Regions from separate parts of the Zea mays genome. Here regions 1 and 3 are each linked to region 2. A link is a contact called in public Hi-C data. All regions are on one chromosome and are shown on one strand. Each heading gives the region's core, a stretch centred on a gene start, on an enhancer-like site or on the middle of the called end of the contact. The rest is flanking DNA. Distances are from core to core; before and after follow the strand shown. Region 1 holds the start of LOC100382470. Region 2 has its middle 39 kb from the start of LOC100192973. Region 3 has its middle 17 kb from the start of LOC778431.

Region 1 (2,700 bases), core at 187-2,686, 170 kb before region 2:
ATGAAGAAGTTTTTCTAGTTGTCGCAAGGTAAAAAATGAAAAGGTATGCAAACCTCTCAACACCAACAGTGCAAAACAATGATTTGATGCATATAAATAACCAAAGAAACATATCCGAAAGAGCTCGATTTGCAATCCATATCTACTCTCATCAAATCACAAGCACAAGAAATAAGCTGTGCCAGAACAGCAGATAAAGATTCGAACAGGATGTAGGCTCCATGACGTGACCATGAGGTATTCGTTAGATTCTTCTCGGCGAAGAAGAAATAATTGCGACAAGAAACAAAAGCAGAGAAAAGACGTATTTTTCAATGAAGGATCAAGAAGCTCACGTCCTCCATGAGGGAGATGAGCCTGGTCTTCCTCCACTGCTGCTCGGCGCCGGAGACAGCGACCGCCTCAGCGGTAGCGCGGTCAACGCCGCCCATGCCATGCTCCATGCCGAACATACCCTCGTCGGAGAGAGGGTCCAGGTGCGGGGGCCGTCCGCCGACGTTACAGATCTCTTCGAGCAGCTTCTGCGCGGGGCCCAGGAACCTGGACCGCCCGAGGACGGCCGCGTAGCCCGTGAACGGGCCGTACGGCCCCGTGGCTACCCCCGCGGCGAGCTGCCTCCGCGGCGCGGGCGGAGGGTTCGAGGGCGCCGAAGAGAGCGAGAGCGCGAAGTTCTGGCTCGGGATCTGGACCCCGGCGCCCGCAGGTAGCGCGTGTGCTACTAGCTGCGCGTGCGCCAGCGTGGGGCTATGCGGCGAGTAGTAGGACGATGTCGACGAGGAAGCGTAGGAGTAGAAGGGTGGGGGCGCCGGCCAGGCAGTGGGCGGGGGCGAGTCGGCCGCGTCGTCGGGCGGGAACCGCAGCTTCTCGCGGCGGCTGTGCTGCGGCACGTGGTAGAGCTGCCCCGCGCCCGCGGCCTGCCCCAGCAACAGGTGCTGATGCTCCGCGCCGCCGGCCCCGTATCCACCGCCCGCCGCCGAGGACATGTTGTCGCCCGCGCACGAGCGCCGCCGGGGCCCGTACGTACTGGCGGATCGTACACGACCTGGAGCGAGAACGCGGAGAGAGAGAGAGAGAGCCCACGAGCGAAGAGGGCGGCTCCCGCACTTTGCGAGCGCCTGGCCGGGGGCTGGAATTGGGACTGAAAGGGTAGCTGCAGCAGCCGGCAGTACAGGCTGCCCGTTGCTTTCTCCCGCGTCCCGGCCGCGCGCTTTTGTGCGCTCGGTTCTGGTGGTGGTGGTGCTTTTGCTGCTGGTGGAGGTGTTCGGCTCCCGGGCTCGCTCGGCTGTCGGCTCTACCTCTACCTGTACTGTACCTCGGGGCGCCTTTCTTTGTGCAAAGGTGCGTGGCAGTCTGGCAGATGGGGGGAGGGAGGCGAAAAACAGGCGCCCGCGACGGCGAGATGGCGAGGCAAGGACGCGAAATGGTGAGCAGTGAAAGCGAAAGACAGAAAGGAGTTGGTGACTGTCTGCTCGTGTGATTGTGGTGCGAGGAGAGGGCGCGAGGTAGGACGGGGGCGTGCGGTGGAGACCCTGGCCAGGGTCAGGTACTGTATATCCCAAGCACACAGCCCAGCCTCAGGCCCTACAGTGCCAGGTATGGCCTGATGATAGTTATTGGCTTGGCATTTGGCAAGGCCTTCACTCCTCCAAAGCCGTCTCTGTATTCATCATTTATATCCCTATGTTCGGTTGTGTAAGGATTAGAAAAAATTAAGGGGATTAAACCTCTTTCTATTAATCACCCTCAATCTACCCCAACCGAATAAGTCCTAAAAATTTATTTCTCTTTTATCTTCATCTTCAGCAGCATTCTTTATATCCCATCCTCTCTATATAAAAAATAACTATATTAGAGACATATGTTATTTTAAATTTTTATACATATATATTTGTTATACTCACAAATATTTTGTACATAATTTAGTTTTGATAAATATGTTGTTTAAAGTATTAAAATAGATAGAAGAAAGGATATAGAATCTCTATATAGAGAGAACAGATGAAAATCATCTATATTTAGAGTATCAATTAGAGAACGCTGATGTAGTGATAAAAAAGGAAATCTCCACTAAATATAGGGTACAAGATGTTGTACATATTTTTGTTGGAGAGAGTCTAAACCTTAACTTTTTAGTGCCTCTCATCTTCTTTCTTCCTCACGCTCCACACAAATCATGTGACGGTAGGCTTACTATGCATGTCTCATGGTCTATTTGTAAATATCCACATAGTATCATCACATCCATCCACCTATCCATATCATCTCATATCTAAACACACCACACTCTCACATCTCATCACTACACTCTCTAGTCAACAAAGACAACTCCCTCTCATCCTTATCTCAATACTCTCAGGTTTGATCCTTATCCAAACACGAGGAAGAGAAAAAGAACACAAAACTCTCTAGTCATGCTCAAGTGAGAAACATATAGGAATCTTCATTAACCTTGGTCAGACCTATGCTTATAGATCGATCAACTCTATAGAGAATGTACACCTATAGCCACAACATTACCATCATCGACGGTGGCCTCTGTCTAGGTTGATATTAGGCTATTATCTAACCAGAATGATACCACCTACAATTCATCACCAAGTCACCCTAGAGTACCACCGACATGCTGAGACTGCGAAATGAAGTATTCCTAGTGGTCATTACATGGTTTAAGAGGATTAGAGGATACACCCTTACATAGTT
Region 2 (2,700 bases), core at 12-2,511:
AAGAATGCGTTCTCTGTGGCCCGGGCACGTATAACGGTACAAGCGCCAGGATCTCTCGTCCTCCTCTTGCAGCCTTCCTATTTGCCTATATATGGCATAGCAGCGCTGATCTGATCTGTGGCGCCATTTTCTTTTTGTTCCTGAGCTAGCCGCCCGCTCGCGTTTGTCGGCATCTATATATGCGTGCTCGGTGCTCGACCTCCGCCTTTCCCAAGATGACACGATCCGTCGATCATCCCACTATCGTTCTAGCAGTCCCGTACGACATTTACCCTGGTCCCTCTGACCTGATCTCTGCCTGCGTGCGTGTGCGGTACTGGTACGTGTCTAGTAGCGTGTGACTTCTCGTACGTAGGTGCGTCCGCGTCGTCACCACGTCACACTGGCTACGGACCGAACTTGCATTGGATTCCCGTATGCGCGCGCGCGGTGGTATGCATGCTCGACCCAGCAGTCCAGCTCCGAACCTTGTCCGTCAAAAGTTGAAGCACTAGGCCATTCAATCCTTCACGATGCATTTGTGAGAAGAGGCCTGTTTGGTTTGCGACCGACGGAGAGGGCCAGGTCGGCGTCACTCTGAGGCCGCCGATGTGGAAGTCGACGGGAGCCGGGGACGGTTTGGTGCCGCCCGCTCATCTTCTCGTTCACTCAGATGGCCTGATGGGCACAGTGTAGCTAGAGTCACCTGACGTACCGATCACCGGGGATGGGAGATCAGGCGCATGCAACAGATGGATGCCCGGTAGCCGTCGCCGTCGAGATCGGAAAGGACAAGGACCCGGTGAGGCGGGACGAGAACGCCAAACGTCGTCGTCGGACCGATCTGTGCCCAAACAAAGGTTAGAACTTGGAGACGGGCCAGGAAGAAAGTCGCTTTTAACGGAGATCCGGGAAAACAATCTGAGCCCAGTCCAGTCCAGTCCAAGGGGATTTGAAGACCTCGGCCGTCTTGCCAAGACCGGTCGATGCTCAGTTAGCCCAGCTCTGTCTCCCTTCCTCTAATTTTCCTTTCGTCATTTTCATAAGCATCCCTCTCCTTCCTTAGACAAAAACAAAACTATAGATAATATTGTTTGACACGGGTTTCAAAATAAAATTTGAAATATAGAATATGATAATAAAGGATAGGATAGCCTTACCTGTTTAACGCCTGTCGAAGTTGCACAACTACGTACTACTCATCCTCCGCAGTGGTTAGTGCTCACAGGCTACCACCGCTACCAGCCTAGGCTGCCTAGCAAAGACCACGGCTGCGGGCTACGGGCACACAACACCTAATCCTCCTCATCCGGCGCTAGTGACCGAGCCACCCCAAAGCCCACACCGCCAATCGCCGACGATCTTTCGCCATCCCGTCCCGGACTCCCGGCCCGTCGCGCCACCAAGGGACGCGCTTCGGATCCCGTCCCCACCGACGTCGGCGACACGCCACGCCACGCCACGGACGCAGCGACGAGACGCGCGGCCAAATTTTTTCGGCGCGCCATACCATAGAGTGCCAGTTGCGTTGCTTGTGCTTAGCTTTAACACCCTCGCTGACGCCGACGGCGAGACGCGCGCACGCGTCAGCGGCCAACGACCACACCCAGCGGCGGCGCGTAGGCGTACGTAGGTGCAGTAGAGCACCGTCGTAGTAGGATAACGGCCTGGCGCATATAAACTAGCTTATCCTCGAACCACCCAGGAGGACATATTGCGTCCAGTGAGATTTGGCGCATAAACTAGCCATATCTAGCGATGCTTGTCAGCTCTTCCTCCTGATTTCTTTTTTTTTTCTCGTGAGGCTTGCGTCAATGCCTTCAGAAACGGTTTCTCCAATGGGGTCAGAACTCAGAACATTGGAGCCGGTTCCTTCAGAGGGGCAGTTGGGCCACTGTCAGTGGACCAGAACATTCGTCACGCTAGCCTGTCCCATGTCACTCCCGCACGGGAGGATAGAGACGGATCATGCCCCTGCCCCCTCCTACTGCCACTGGGCACGGCAAGGAAGGAGAGAACTGACAGAGATCAGCCCGGCAAAAAGCAGCTATGATAAGATAAGGACGGCCGCCCGTGCTTAATTATTGACGCGCGCATCTCGTATCTCCACAGGCCTTGCCGGCCACAGTGGGGGCCACTCCACTTGTCATGATAATATCTCCAGAAGCAGTGCGAGCGCGCGCGCGCGCGCGGAGAGTTTATCCGGCGGCGAATGGTGGACAAACCGGCCGGTCCGTGGTCCCAGCTGCCGTGCCGTCTTTGCAGAGAACTTTTGCGTGTTGGGCCGGACAGGACTGGAGCAAAGGTGCCGCCGTTGCATCGACGACGCTGCCGGAGGTACATATATATGGTGCTCGTTGTCGTGGTGAACCTTGCTGACGGCCGGCCAGGGCAGTAACGCAGGATCGGGGACTGCAGCTGGGCCTGTAGCTGCAAGTCAAGTGCCAAGTGCTGGATCCTGATTCCTGATAGAAAGTGAAGCGGCATCTTTGCCTCTTGCGCGTGCCTATCAGCCTATGCCTGTTGTCGACCGAAGGTTCGCTCCCTCTGACCATCATTCGGATTCAGATATGGAAAGCTTCTCTGTCTTTTTTTTTTTCTCGTGGTCGTGGACACGGAGAAGATTAGAGTGTGAAAGGCTTTAGAGCCGAAGCAAGCTGACATGGCCCCTACCTTGATCAATCAACACGTGATTTTCGCGGCACGCAGACTTCTAGACCT
Region 3 (2,700 bases), core at 191-2,690, 220 kb before region 2:
ATTATCGGTTATTCGAAAACGATCGAAAACGATAAACTATAGTCGGAAAGATAACTATTTTATAGTTTTATTAAAAACATAATAAAGTGATGTATTACCTAATTTTTAAGATTTAGAAATACACAAACAACTCTTTTTCATCATTCATATTAGTTAGAGTAATTATAACATTTGCTTTTCGCTTATTCATTCACTTGAACGCAACAAAACTCTATAACTTAAATAAATTATATGCTAGATCTATCTCATATTATATAAAATGGTAGAAAACAGTATTAGCATAACTCGGAAACGAAAAATACGAAAACGATCGAAAAACTAGCTAAATCGTTTTCGTACCGTTTCTAATCGGTTTCTGAACAATCCAAAAACGACCGGAAAAAACAGTATTCGAAACGGGACAGTATGGGAATTTCCTGTACCGTTTTCATCCCTATTTGGTGCGGTGGGGACTCGAAAGGGTGCGTGTCGCGTTTGCTGCTTCAGGGAAAAAAAATACTCCCTTCGTTTTTCTTTACTTGACGCTTTTTAGTTAAAAATGAACTATTCTGCGTCAACTATTTAAAAATGGAGGTAGTAATAATTATGAGGGGCGCTGACAACGACACGAAAGGGGCGGGCCTTACGGGGACGTCGAAAGCCAAAGTCTACTAATATCCGAAATTCGAATACCTAACGGTTTTATCCGATATAAATATAGTTATAAAATAACTTCTTTTATATGTAGATATGTTAATGACAATAATTTTTACCCGGTGTTTAGACGGGTACAGATACATGTGAATAATACTCGTACATGTGTATCCGTGGGTAAAATACGTATCATACAACTATTACCATACAATAGTATCCATCTTAGCTAAAAGAAAAATCTTTGTTTGACTATTATTTATTTAACTATCAAGTTATCAAGTTATGTAAACTCTAAAGCCTAAACCAGTGGATGACACCTAGGGGACTTATCCAACATTTTTGTAGAATTTTTATAGACTAGAAAGATAGAGCCGCGGGGCTTATCATTGACTTGTGTACTGAGTGGTGGCCACACTGGGAGGCGGCCGTCTTCCGGACGATGTCATTGGGTGATGCAAGGATTCTCCCAGTCACGGTCCATGCCCATCTCTATTCTTTTCCACGGGAGAAGAGAAATGTTCTTTCTACCATCCATTCCAAGCCAAGGTCCAGGTCACTGCGGCTGTCGTCTGACTAGGACGGTGTGAGCGTGGAAGTGGGAGGCCATGCCCATGACGGCCGGCCGCCGCCGCCGCGCCACGCCCGACAAGCTGTGATCGCCTCTCGTGCCCGTGCAGGTGCAGCGAAACGGCGAGGAGGTGCACCCCGTCCGGTGATGGTGAAAACGCACGCACGAAATTGAGCAGCCCATCATCCGAGCTGATGTCCACTGGATCTTGTGGTTCGAGTGTTGGGCCGCGTGGATGGATCCCGTGGACCGGATCACGTGTCAGGGCTCCAGCCAATTGTTTTCTATGGTTGACGGGCGTGGGCCACTGTTACTTCTCTGTTGGATTTGGATCAGAGGTGGGCCGGCGCCGGTGTTCTGGCCTGGGTTGGGCAAAGTTAAGTTGTTCCCGTGTTTATATTTTTTTACTAGTCATATGCCCATACGGTTTTTATATATTACATAAGATAAATTTTGTTTTTAATAAAACATAATATATATTTTTTATTGATTATGTGGGTGTGAATATAGAACCAACAACCAAGGTTCAAACACTCACTTATAAAAAATTTCACCTTGTTTTTTATATAAACTATCCTATTATAGTAGTAGAGAAGAGATTATAAGAGTGCGTGTTGATTCTAAAGAAATGTATGATTTTTGTTTTTTGAAAAATATTGACGTGGGACGACCGTTAGAAACTAGTGGTTTAATATAGTAGAGATTTGTACGATTCAGATAAACTTGTTGTTTTGATAGTACACTTCAATTAGCTATATATATATATACCAGGTGAGTGCCCGTGCGTTGCAACGGGATCATATAATACCAATAAAAATATATATAACACGGAATGATAGGTTAACTTTGCAGCGTTAATAAGTAGTAGAGATTTTATCAATGAAATTACACGGAGCCCAAAAGAGTAAAATTTGTTTAAATTATATGGAGAAGGGGGTCACATATGGACGATGTGCCCATAAAGGTGACGGGATGCCTCGCACCACGCGTATGGACACCGAGGAAAGCGATGACACGACACCGCGCAACGTGCTGACGAGGAACTTGAGCAGGGAGGAGGTCTGGACCTTGAAGACGACTGGGATGGATGTGTGCATGGAGCGGAGGCAGAGGTCAACATGGCACTTGGAGTTGGCTTGAAGTCTTCACCACTTCATCCTCCTCCACCTCCAGGAGAATCACTCCCTCCTCCTCCTGCAATAGAATCACCCACTCTGCCTCATATCTATAAATAATTTAAGGAAATGACTGGACTAAATCAAACGAAGAGAAACAAAAGATAAGAGAGATTTTCGCTCACCAGACAAGGATACCAACAACACTCATGCAGTGTTTCCCCCTAGGTAACAGGTCAATTGTACGATACTGGATAGTTACAACAGCCTGAAAATCATTGATAAGTCATATGTATATACAACGGATCTTGGTAACAAATCACATGCTCCCATGAATTCAACTTGTGTTGCTTAACTTAAAAGGGTTGTAGGTGCTCACTTCTG

What was found. Hi-C and Micro-C count contacts between places; a contact is called where the count stands out from the background.
Region 1: a Hi-C map of ear shows a contact between it and region 2, with 4 times the contacts expected there. The contact joins the promoter of LOC100382470 here to the enhancer-like site in region 2. A contact is called at or near these places in 8 of 25 Hi-C or Micro-C datasets (bundle sheath, ear, leaf and 2 more) and 1 of 3 datasets of contacts at active chromatin or transcription factors (leaf).
Region 3: a contact with region 2 is called in a Hi-C map of bundle sheath, with 2.6 times the contacts expected there. The contact joins two enhancer-like sites. A contact is called at or near these places in 3 of 25 Hi-C or Micro-C datasets (bundle sheath, ear and leaf).

The regions. Positions count from the first base shown.
Region 1 is chr8:97,511,387-97,514,086 of Zm-B73-REFERENCE-NAM-5.0, forward strand. LOC100382470 reads right to left here and starts at 1,437. Exons shown (of 4, transcript NM_001175210.1): 1 at 336-1,437. The coding sequence starts at 983.
Region 2 is chr8:97,686,325-97,689,024 of Zm-B73-REFERENCE-NAM-5.0, forward strand. No RefSeq gene overlaps it. Among protein-coding and RNA genes, the nearest start is that of LOC100192973, 39 kb to the right of the region's middle. Within about 2 kb of position 1,262, at least 20 of the 20 cell types and tissues checked have an H3K27ac peak or open chromatin away from gene starts, as enhancers often do. A contact at or near this core is called in bundle sheath, ear, leaf and 2 more, where this site is marked.
Region 3 is chr8:97,464,356-97,467,055 of Zm-B73-REFERENCE-NAM-5.0, forward strand. No RefSeq gene overlaps it. Among protein-coding and RNA genes, the nearest start is that of LOC778431, 17 kb to the left of the region's middle. Within about 2 kb of position 1,441, at least 18 of the 20 cell types and tissues checked have an H3K27ac peak or open chromatin away from gene starts, as enhancers often do. A contact at or near this core is called in bundle sheath, ear and leaf, where this site is marked.